Regions from separate parts of the Mus musculus genome. Here region 2 is linked to region 1. Evidence: chromatin contacts called from public promoter capture Hi-C data. All regions are on one chromosome and are shown on one strand. Each heading gives the region's core, a stretch centred on a gene start, on an enhancer-like site or on the middle of the called end of the contact. The rest is flanking DNA. Distances are from core to core; before and after follow the strand shown.

Region 1 (5,988 bases), core at 1,238-3,737:
ATCTTTCTAGTTGGAAAATTATAAATTTATTTTATTCTCCAACTGTTCAGCAGTCACTCGAACATGTTTCTGCCTTTAAGGGGAATTATGATTGTACCTTATACTATGTATGAAGTAACAATGAATGAAAATTGTTCCTTTTTTTTTAAATACAGAATACTATTTTGCGGAGGCAGCAGCAAACCTCTCCTGATGTGTCATGGTGGAGTCACGCTGGAGAAGTAATGGCTACAAAATTGAGTAAACACAGACCCAGTAAAGAAAAGATTTCCTCACACCATGTTAGAAGCCAGCCGGCTGAAGGGCATGTGCTGTGGAAATGTTTAAGAGACGTGTGAGGAATTTTCCCCTCATGCAGGCATCAGCCACAGAGTGAAAATCCATCTTGACTACAGATGGTGCCAGAGCTGGCCCTTTGCTGCCTGCTGTCAGTATGGCCCTGTTACTCTCCTACTCCATCCCTTTATTTTGTTTTATGAACAGAAGGCACAGCACTCCATCTAATGAAAGGAGGCAGGAACCAGAGTGAGTGAGTGAGCAAGGTCCCCTCTCCTCTCTTTCACTTATTGCAAGGGTACTTGTGCAGGTAGCACAAGTCACCGTGGAGGCTGGAGGCTGATGACTCCAGCTGATGACCCACTCTTTTGCTTTTATTCCTCAGGCACTTGAGCTATTTTTATTTTCAGCTCTAATTTGTAACCAAATCTCTTTTTCCTTATTCTGGTTTACCAAATGTATGACTCCTATAAGTGACCCACAAAGCTACAACCCATTACCAATGTTATATTACTCAGCTCTAGCCATTGATACACAGACAGACAGACAGACAGACAGACACACACACACACACACACACACACACACGTAAAAAATCACTGTGAAGCTCCTTACCATCTGCCCTTTCAACAAATTGGAGTCAACAGAGAAAGCTTGCCTACCTGTAATCTATTGTTCCTGGATTTCCCTGGACTTGTAAATATTGATTAACTACCAAGTACCCCTTAGGAGTGGGCATTTGCAGGTAAGAGTGGGAACTTTCAGGGAGCACTGACCTTCTAGGCACTGTGCTTAACACGCCCCTTATCTTCTCCAATAGTTAACTAGTCTTAAGCCTCCTTCATCATGAGCCGGGGTAGAAAGACTGAGCAGGCTTTTCAAGGATTTCCATTCAAATGTTTAAGTCTTCACCACGAAAAGAATGCAGTATTGCTTTCCAACAACAAAATGTGCGGACACTCAAAGACCTTGACTTAAGGGAGAGAAAATAACAGGAAAAAAAGAATTTATAAACAATCCATTTTCTAATTTTGAGCTAGAAAATCAACAAATGTACTAGGCAAAAATCATTCAGATTCCATTTTCCATCCCAATCTCTTTGTGTGTTAAATTGACTATTCCTAATCTCTCCAGAGGAATGTAACTAAAACCCAGAGGGAGGAAAAACCCCTATGTCTGTAGAGATATGAAAACCAGACTTATAAATAAAAACCAAAGCATACACAGTCATTTAACCAGAAGCGCAGGGCCTAATCTAGATTCTATGAATCAAGGGAAAAGGTATCTCAAACCAGACAAGATCCCTGTGAACTCACACATCCCGGGCCTCGAGAGCCACGCTAAATAGACTAATTCGCCTAGTTCCTCATAAAAGGCAGCCTTTCCCCCAAGTATGACTCCATCAGCAATGGGAGGAAACTGCGAAGAAGCAGAAATGGTGAGGTGGTGAGCCAATTTGTCTGACAAACTAGTGCGAGCTCAGATAAGGACCGATTCAAGTTTGCATTTGAGACAGGCACAGAGAACTGGAAAGTTGTTGTAGCAAGGAGTGCTGGATTAAGGCAGTGTTTGGAGTTGTTAACTCAAAAAATTTGCCAATAGATAGCAAATAGGACAGAACGGACAAACAATATAGGGCTTTCTTCATAATTACTAGACTTTGAGGTGATAAATGTCTGAATCACATTGGAAGCTGAGGGGCTGAGAAGGAAGGCGTGAGGGTGAAAGGCATTTCCGGGCATTTGAATAGGAGCAGAGAGCTCTGGAGCCAGTGACATGCTTCAAGTATGTTCCCAAACAGGGAGTTATTCCGGCCTGAGTTGGCAACTCAACTCTCCAAAAGTATGCGCTGGAAACACAGCCCTGACTACAACAGTCACCCACAGCAACTAAAGCCACCCACTACCCGGCAGATGACCCCATAGAGCAAACCAACCCATCTGGTCCAAGCTCCCCACCTCCTCGGGGCTTGAGTCCGAAGACAAGGAGGATGGAAAAGTTTGGGGAGTAGCCACACTAGAAGGACATTCATTCCTGAAACCCTCCTCTCAGGTGTTCCTGAGAGGGAGGATGACATCTGGCCAGTCCTCCGCTGGCCACCACTCCTCCCCCCGGGGGGTGGCATTAGGAAACCCTGGACAACCCGCTAGTAAGTCCTCGCGTGCCTAGGCACCTCCCCAGACTTATAAAGGTCGCTGCGCTGCGCCGAGTAGCTCAGCTCACTTGCCTGGCTGCTCAGAGTCACAGCGACTTGGTGGGCTCTGGTACCTGGATCAGCTCGGTTCCAACTCAGCCACAGGCACCTTGCTCCCGCTGGCCGCCGCGCACTCCGCAAGCTGCACCGAGAAAGAAGGATGGAGACGCTCCCTGCCTCTTGGGTCTTGACGCTGCTTTGTCTAGGTAAGCCCTCGACGCCCCCAAGAGGAGAAGAGGGGGAGGAAGGCGCGGTGCATTTGTCATAGGACAAGTATGGAGTTGTTAAAGTGCGCTCAGTCTAAGAGGATGTCTTCTGTGAGTCTGTCTTTCTCACTGGCGGGGCTGGGGAAGTGCGGGATGGTGCGACTTGGTCGGTTGACGTTGCTTTTTGTCGATAAATTCATGACTAGTTTATGTTATGCATGAATTAATATCAATTTTACTGAAAAAAACTTTTTAAAAGTTTTAAAGGTTTTCTCCCCCCCTCCCCGCCCCCACTTTCTTTTGAAAATTGAGCAGTTCTAGAACCCCAAAGGTATGGACAGTATCTCTGATAGATAATGATTTACTTTCTTAGGGTGGTGCAGGAAGAGATTGCTTCAGCCTGCTAGAGACCTTTGTGCAAAGGACCAGTTTACAACCAGGGGGCTCTGGGATGTGCCTGCTCCAGCAGGGCTGCTGGGGCCAAGGCTACCTGGTCAGGTCCAGGAAGCAACTGCCAACAGACTTCTCACCTGCTGCTTTCCCCAGCAGCCCCTGCCTCCCAGGCTTAAAGATGGGTAGTTTAGAGAGGTTTTTGTTTGTTTTATGGGTAGTTTTCTTGTTTGAAATGAGTTAGCTCTGTGGGCAGGGGCACAAATGTGGGAATCCCATTATTTGCAAAGTTTCTCTCTCTCTCTCTCTCTCTCTCTCTCTCTCTCTCTCTCTCTCTCTCTCTCTCTCTCTCTCTCTCTCTCTCTCTGCTTTATTTTGTTTAACCAATTGTCCCTAATTTCTTAAGTGCCAGATGATTTAAGAGTTATATATAAACTTTCCCAATAGATGAACGTTTTAATAAGGAAATAAAAGTTATCAATCCCACATTCTTCTTGAACTTGCAATGAGACAAATTTCCCTGAGACGCTTCCTGTGCAGGATGCGACAGTTAAATTATTATTTTGACACGCCTTACAGGGGTTGGGAACCCTAATGAAGTACATACTATGCATACTTAGAGATTACACGTTTAAGGGCAAGAACCCAAGTGGAAACTGGATCTGTGGTTTCTGTCAAAAATGAGCTAAGAATGCCTTGCTAGAAGAGCAATTTTAAGCAACGTGGCTTCACTGTGTTTAGTTTAAGGTCTCTGAAAAGGATAAACTCCAATCGGTGACAGTCTTCCTCAAGTTAGGCATGAACCTAAAGGTCACAGTGGTGGAGTGACTTTGTTTTTCCACTTACAAGGTGTATCCAGACAATGCAACTGTCTATTCTGTGCATCTCAGTGGATATGCTAATGTGGGATAGCAAGAGTCTGTGAATAATGGGGTTGCTAGCCGCCTAGTGCGGGGTGTGCTGTGTGTGTTTTTGTTGTCATGAAAGTGCTTAACTCCTTTATTGCAGTCCTTAATTACAGTTCACCTGTTTCATCAGGCGCCAAGCCCGGTTCCAAATGAGCTAGGTCAGTTTCTGTTCTCCCAGTCTGTTGAGATACTTCTTGTCACTAGAAAAGTTCCTGTTTGGAGTTCTACATTGTACCTTTATAGCCTGGTATGTAGGCAGGTCTTATTGTTTCAGTACAAAGCATAGAGAAGGAGAAAGAAAGAAAGAAAGAAAGAAAGAAAGAAAGAAAGAAAGAAAGAAAGAAAGAAAGAAAGAAAGAAAGAAAGGAAGGAAGGAAGAAAGGAAGAAAGAAAAAAAAGAAAGAAAGAAAGCCACTTGATATTGGAATTTGTACTCCTCCTTAAAGAAAAGATTGCCTAGAAATCACACTTTGTCCCTCTAAGGAAAGTGATATTTTAGACTTACGCATACTTTTATTGCTTTTGTGGAATGCCTGTGCATTTATGATTATGAGAGATTTCCCATCCCTAACGTATGCAGTTTCAAGTAGCTACTACATACAGCCATTTCACTACTATTATATTTGCAAAAGTTTGAGATCCATGCTCTTGTTTTGTGTACAAGAAAACCAGCCCACGTTCCCAGACAAAACATGATAAGTTGGGAGAGGCCAGGTCTAAGTTGACTAGCATTTTTAGTTAAATGAGCATTAAAAGTAAAAGGGTGGACATAGCTCAGCTATGAATGGTTTTCTGAATAATCAGTAAGTGTACAGCTGTCTTGTCTCTTCTGATCTTGTGAGATCAGAGAGAGGGTGAGACTTTTTTTTTTAATTTTGAGCTCTGCAGTTGGCAGCTATGTGTAGTGAGGCCTGAGCTGAGGTCAGAAATTCTCATTCCTGTTCAAATGGGGTTTTGAGGATATTCATGAGTGGCATCTCCACAGCCAATTTGGTGTGGCTTCACTACATGGTGAAAGAATAAAGCAGAGTAAATAATCTTTCTCAAAACTAAGAGAAGCAGAATCTCAGTGAGACAGCGGGGTTGTCTTCTATTGACCCTGGGATGATCTACCAGACTGTTGGCATAACCTGAGATGACACACCTGGGAAGAAGGCATGCTGAAGGGACTCTCCTGTCTGGATTTTGACCCATACCCCAGGTGCCTTTTGCATTGTCTCGATACTTGAGCAGCTTAGATAATTGGGATGTCTGGTTCGGCACTGGAATCCAAATCCAGGAGGCAAGACAAGAAGCATCTATTACCAAACGCCTGCTGTGGGCTGGCCACGTTTTGTGTTAAGCATCTTAAACCCCATCACCCCATTTTATCCTTGAATAATCACTGAATAAAGCCAGATATAATGGTCAATGCAGACACTAAGACTCAGCAATATCAAATACCATATAAAGACTAGGAGACTGGGGCCAAAACACAAAGTTCAAGGCCACTCTTTAGCAGGTGTTAGTAGTCATTGGGTTCAAAGGCAAAAGGAAGTCAAAGGAACAGGTTCTAATAGAGAAACTCCAGAGTTAACTAGGACTGTCCTGGAAATGGAACCTACTTCAATGTGGGTTCACTTCTGGGGCCAAACCAGTCAGAGGAAAAAAACACTTATCTATCCTTTCAACCTGGGCTAAAATAGTTGACTTTTAATATAATATTTATAGTATGTATGCATGTATGTATGCATGCACACATGTATGTATGTGTGTACGATGTGTATGTACACACAAGCTTGTGTCAACAGCTTTCGTATCACATGTTTATAATTTATGATTTTGACCTAGAAGATTTAATTTTATTCATATAGATCTTAGACATGAGCTTCATTATGAAGTAGTCATTGAAGCTCGCAGAACCTCTTATTTCTCTTACTTTACAAAATATATACCAAGTAAGGTAGTCAGGAAGAAAGTATCTTACGTTTCTGTTCCTTGTGTCTTTATGTAATTGTTAATTTTCCTGCCCAGT
Region 2 (5,988 bases), core at 2,387-4,886, 920 kb after region 1:
GAACCTGAGATGTTTGCAGCCCTCTTTAACAAAAGAACCTGAGATGTTTACAGCCCTCTTTAACAAAAGAAGAACCTGAGATGTTATTAGCAGATTGCCCAAGTTTTCACTCTGAAATGTGGCATTAGGTAAACTTAGAGAGGTAGTAAATCAAGATGGAATTTTCAAGGCAGTTTGAGGAGAAAACAAAGATAATGACTTCAGGAAGTGAGCAGAATGAGGTTAAAGAAGAGATAGGTAGGCGGGGTCAGCTGAGCGAGGGGAAGGAAGAAGCCGTTTAGCATCAATTCACATAGATAGTCTTGACCTTGTCCCATGAGACAGACTGCCAAACCAAGTCCTAGGGCTCCCACACTTTATTTTTACTTTATATGTAGGGGTGTTTTGCCTGCACACCACCTGCATGCCTGGAAGAAGAGTGTGTTAGATCCCCTGGAACCAGATTGGTAGTTGTAAGACACCATGTGTGTACTGGGAATCACACCTGAGTCCTCTGGCTGAGGAGCCAGTGCTCCAGCTCCAGTTCTTACATTCGAGGACACTTGCAGTAGTAACTTGGAAGTAGTAACCCACTGTAATCATCATGTGATTAGCTTGCTGGGGAAATATCAAAACATGTTTATATGGTCTCATCGACTGTCCTGGGTGGGTGATAGAGGGAAGCTGCTTGTGGATTCCCAGAAGAGAGCACGAAGCTAAACACCTCAGCCTGGTAGAAAAGTCTTCTGCATGCTCTAGCACCAACCACTATGGGATTGAGAGGTCAGCTTCAGGGCATCAAGAAACAAGATGAGCCTATGCAGCAGGTGGTGGTCAGGATGTTTATAAAGCGGGATAGTTCACTGGATGGCAGAGCTCAAGGCCTTGCTGAGCCTGACCTAATAGCCAGCTATCAGGATGAGACTTCCCAGCAAGGCTAACTTCTCTCCTAGTGGCTAGATTCTGAGTATATAAAGTTTTCATGTTACAAAAGTTAGGAATTTATCAGAAAGAATCAACACTGTGGGATTTAGTCATCTTCTATAATTTGATGTTTCTCGACCTAATTTCAGTCATATCGTTTCAATATTCAGTAGTCTGGATAGGTGTGGGGAAAATTACCAACCTTATAAAATGATTATCTTATAAGTATGACATTGTATACAACTACATACAGGCCTAACCACACCCATCCTTTTACCTTCTCTTACCATCTCCCACTATCAACTACCAACCCCTCCCAGGTGCTCCCACAAATCTCCATCCCACTTTCAAGTCTCGTTTTGGTTTTGCTTTGTGCTTGTTCTGTCGGATTTAACCAAGGCCAACCAAGTAGACGTGGGTGTGAAGGTCTCCACTAGAGCATAGGTTGGTGGCTCCATCACTGAAGACAGTGACTTCCTCTCCAGCAGTCACTGACCAGGGGAATCAGAGAGTGCTGGGTTCCGTGAGAGATCCTGCCTCAATAAATAAAGTAGAGATCAAGTTATAGAGATGCCCAACATCAATCTCTGGCCTCCACACATGTGTATACATAATCATGCACACACAGGCACACATGTATGTGAACATGCATATACATACTATCTTGGGGGGGGGAAAGAGGGGGGAAGAAGGCTGCTTACCATACTATTACATGGAGGCTGACCTCTCCATCAAAATTCAACTGGCCAAAAAGTCACACATCAGCCACTGTCCTACACCTCCTACTAACATCTCCCACTGTGTCTTCACAGTAATTCTCAAGTGAGAATTTAATTCCTCAGTGACTAGCTGGTGACTGTGTTGAGTGTCTAGCAATAGCCCAATCAGCCACAGCCAGGTGTTCAAAGCTGACATATCTAAGAGTTGTTGGTTTAAAAATGAACTAAGGGGCTGGTGAGATGGCTCAGCGGGTAAGAGCACTGACTGCTCTTCAGAAGGTCCTAAGTTCAAATCCCAGCAACCACATGGTGGCTCACAACCATCCGTAGTGACATATGACACCCTCTTCTGGTGTCTAAAGACAGCTACAATGTACTTACATATAATAAACAAATTCTTTAAAAAAAAAAAAAAAAGGAACTAAGGTCTCTGGCAGCTAGATAATTATATCCAGTGTGGCCAAGAAATTCAAATCAACTGTCCTGGGAGAGGGAGAGGGGTTTTTGATTGGTTGGTTGCTTGCTTTGGTTTGGTTTGGGTTGGGTTTGGGTTTTGGTTTTCAAGTCACCAGAACGCTCAGCTTCCTGGAGGATGTTCATGTTTCCAGCATTCACATCTGTTCAGTCTTCTCTTGTCTAGACTGATATGTTCTAGGCCACAGAACTCTGCACAGCAGAACTTACTTTTGCAAGACCAACTCAATGGCTGATTCAGGCACGGGAACAACTAACCCTTGGCTACATCCAAATTTCTTCTCAAAACCAAGATGTGTGCACTGGTCTTTGGCACTATTTTCTTTATTTTTTATTTTCTCCATAGTAAATAAATTTTGTGTTATTTCAGTGAGTCTGTCTTAGTCAGGGTTTCTATTCCTGTACAAGCAGCATGACCAAGAAGCAAGTTGGGGAGGAAAGGGTTTATTCAGCTTACACTTCCATGTTGCTGTTCATCACCAAAAGAAGTCAGGACTGGGAACTCAAGTAGGTCAGGAAGTAGGAGCTGATGCAGAGGCCATGGAGGGATGTTACTTTCTGGCTTGCTTAGCCCAGAGATGATACCACCCACAATGGGCCCTCCCACCTTGATCACTAATTGAGAAAATGACCCACAGCTGGATCTCAAGGAGGCATTTCCTCACCTGAAGCTCCTTTCTCTGTGATAACTCCAAGTTGACACAAAACCAGCCAGTACAGAGTCTTAAATGATATACAAAACAACAACAACAACAACAACACCCCCCCCCCAAGAAACAAAAAAACCTTAAGTCCTAAAGGTACAGCTTCACCACATTTTATACTGGTACACATATGTGTATGTATATTACCTAATATCCAAATCTACTTAATGAGTACTGAGATCAAAGTGTAGAACATTGCTACAGAGTTCTTGGTTAATTCCTCCATAAAATCACATTTGTGCTGATCCTCATTCTGACTTCTTACCTTAGCTCCACTTTGCTTATTCATGAACACTGTACACCTTTTTGTGTTTAATTTCCATTGTTTATTGTAGCTTGGATTCATCTGGGTGTCTAGGGCCTGGCTGGTTTTGCTTTTCATTCTGGGGACTGTTTCATTGTATGAAGTATATGGTTTATTTAGCTATCCTCCTATTGATGGGGGCATTTGGATTGTTTAGGTTACTGTAACCTATTTAGTCTTCTAGTGTCTTTGATAAATATGTATTTATTTCTTTTGGACCAGTTCCCCAGATAAATATGTGGATCGTTAGCTGTGTCCATGCATCATCTCCTTGAGTCACTGCAGTTCAGTCATGCTTTAAAATGTCTCTGTTTGATTCTTATCTCTCTCCAAGCCTCACCCGGAGGGATCTAACTGTCTTTTGTTTCTGCTGCTAGGCCCATTTCCTGACCTACATTTTCATTTCCACAGGACAAGATGTAGTCACCCCTCCTGGCGGCTCACAAAATAACGCAAAGCCTACAGACTGCCAGATCTTCACACTCACTCCTCCGCCCACCACAAGGAATCTGGTAACAAGGGCCCAGCCCATCCCAAGGACACCCACGTTTTCTTTTCCACCAAGGGGGCCGGGCTTCTCCCCGAGGTTCCCTTTCTTCCTTCCAAACAACCGCCGCTTCCAGTTCTGGCCATTCTACAGGCCGCGAGGTAGACTGATCCCTTGGCGACTCATCCTTAGAAGACAGCAGCAGAGCGGAAGCTCATCTGAGGAGAGCAGGGAGAACTGAGAAGCGCAGACTTGTTGAAGCAAAAGAATCGGCGCCTCTGGAAAGGGTGATGAAACTGTTTCGCTCTCCAATCTAAAATCCCTGCGTTGGAAGATTAAGTACCCTCAATGACAGTGACGAGATTTTTTTTCTCTTTCTTTCTTTTTTTTAATCAACAACAAGGAGTTTGGATTACACATTTTTGCTTACAAAATCTGGCCGTAACGGCACCAGTCTTATTCCACAGGATATTAGTGCAAATAAAGTCTTTTAGTGGGCGGTTCTAATAATTTTTTATCCGTACTTGGACACCAGCAGTATTAATTAACCTCCACTTCCAAATTAGAGTGAAGGACATTTTAATGAGACCGTTATGAGCCAAATGCATCCATTAATAACACTCTTTTCGTACTCAACGGGAATCTTAGAGAGCAGATGGATCTACAAAGAGCTTTAAAAGAAACTATAAAGATTAAAGCAAAAAGCCATCTAGAGAAAATGGTTCTAGGTAATGCTCTAATTTTACGGGGAACTGCCCAACTCAAAATATTTTACCTGTCATATCCTAACTTACTTTTAATATTACTATTTGCTCATATTAATTAGACAACTGTGTCATTGTTTCTCCTGTGATTGTCACATAGACACATACTTCTCTTCAAACTTTCAACATGGCTCCAATCAAAAACTGGGCTTTAAAATTACCTGGACATTAGTTGACTGCATCTCAAGATGAGGGCCTTGTGCTCTCAGGGGAGTAAGAGACAAGGCCTTGTCCATGTGGCCTCTCTAACAAACCCTGCCTCTCGCTTGTGCCACTCACTTTGCAATGATGTGGGAGTTCTGTGCATGAGGCCAGTGACTCCTACTTGTTCTCAAGAATTATGTGCAAATGCTGCTGCTGTCGTTGCTGTGACATAGGAAGAAAGAAAACTCAGAAAAACACAAATGCGTGAGAACTCTGGGAATGGACATCCAGGAAAAGAAGACAGATGGTCATGCTGGCATGCTTCTTTCCCATGTCAAATGGAAAAGGAAAAAACTTAAGCCATGGTAGCCAGTAGTGTAAGAAGGGATACTTCCTTCAAATTTAGAGGCTTAAGTTAAAGCCTATTTTAATCCTGAAAATATATTTTGAAATGAACTTCACACATTCTGTGTTTGTTTGGTGGGGAGGAAAAACAAACCAGAAAAAGACAAACACGAAGAAAGATTTGGATTTTAATCTCATGTCTCTCCCTGGCTCTTCACAGCACACCTATGTGCTTGGCAGTCTCGAAGAACCTCGCTGTCTCAAAACAACCCTAAGTTTGATTGGGGCATTTCCCTTCCAAATATTAGAACTTTTGCTATTAAAAAAAAAATTAACCAGCCTGGTCTACAGAGTGAGTTCCAGGACAGCCAGGGCTATACAGAGAAACCCTGACTCGAAAAAACAAAAAACAAAAAAAAATTAAGGGCTGGAGAGATGGCTCAGCGGTTGAGAGCACTGACTGCTCTTCCAGAGGTTCTGAATTCAAATCCCAGCAACCACATGGTGGTTCACAACCATCTGTAATGGAATCTGATGCACTCTTCTGTTGTGTGTCTGAAGATAGGAACAGTGTATTCATCATATGTATAAAATAAAGAAATAAAATCTTTTTTTAAAAAAATTAATAGTTCTGGGCATAGAAGGTAGTGGAGAGAACCGGCTACCAGTGATCTTCTGACCTCCACACTGACACCGAGACACCTGTGCCTCCCCTCTCCAAGGACACCTCTCACACACAATAATAAATGTAAATACAAGTTTACAATTAAAGTCTAACCCCTTACAAGACCCTGTTAGGTAGTGTGTAAACCTCAGATTACATAGTAACAATGGATGGCAGGTTTGGTGTATCAATCACTGTGTTTGTTGCTGAAAGCTGGCTAATTCTTCCAGGTTTGACAGAATCTTCTTTAGGTAAAGTGAGATAACACTGTCCCGCTCCCTGTAATGGGTAAAGATGCCTCTATGCTAGGCAGCACACACTTGCACTCAAAACTTTGAGCTCTTATGACTTAAACACATTTCTACCATTCTTCTGGCTTCATGAATTTTGCTTCTAAAATATGGTGACTCCAGACAAGTATGTTGCGTTGGAGTGTCTCCAGCCACCAATGCCTTCCAGGGATCTAGCTTCTCCAGGGCA

Evidence for each region. Promoter capture Hi-C pulls out the DNA fragments that hold promoters and counts their contacts.
Region 2: a promoter capture Hi-C map of hippocampal neurons shows a contact between it and region 1, with 8 times the contacts expected there. The contact joins the enhancer-like site here to the promoter of Ereg in region 1. A contact is called at or near these places in 8 of 39 promoter capture datasets (the 3T3-L1 cell line, HPC-7-derived erythroid cells, cranial neural crest and 3 more) and 1 of 115 datasets of contacts at active chromatin or transcription factors (embryonic fibroblasts).

Annotation. Positions count from the first base shown.
Region 1 is chr5:91,072,130-91,078,117 of GRCm38.p6, forward strand. It overlaps Ereg (epiregulin), which reads left to right and starts at 2,488. Exons shown (of 5, transcript NM_007950.2): 1 at 2,488-2,676. The coding sequence starts at 2,631. Gm19610 (a long non-coding RNA gene) reads right to left here and starts at 2,806. Exons shown (of 3, transcript XR_001784889.2): 1 at 2,545-2,806; 2 at 1,053-1,249.
Region 2 is chr5:91,991,130-91,997,117 of GRCm38.p6, forward strand. Odaph (odontogenesis associated phosphoprotein) reads left to right here. Exons shown (of 2, transcript NM_001177577.1): 2 at 3,516-4,188. The coding sequence ends at 3,832. Among named protein-coding and RNA genes, the nearest start is that of Odaph, 6.7 kb to the left of the region's middle. Within about 2 kb of position 3,637, at least 25 of the 459 cell types and tissues checked have an H3K27ac peak or open chromatin away from gene starts, as enhancers often do. A contact at or near this core is called in embryonic fibroblasts and hippocampal neurons, where this site is marked.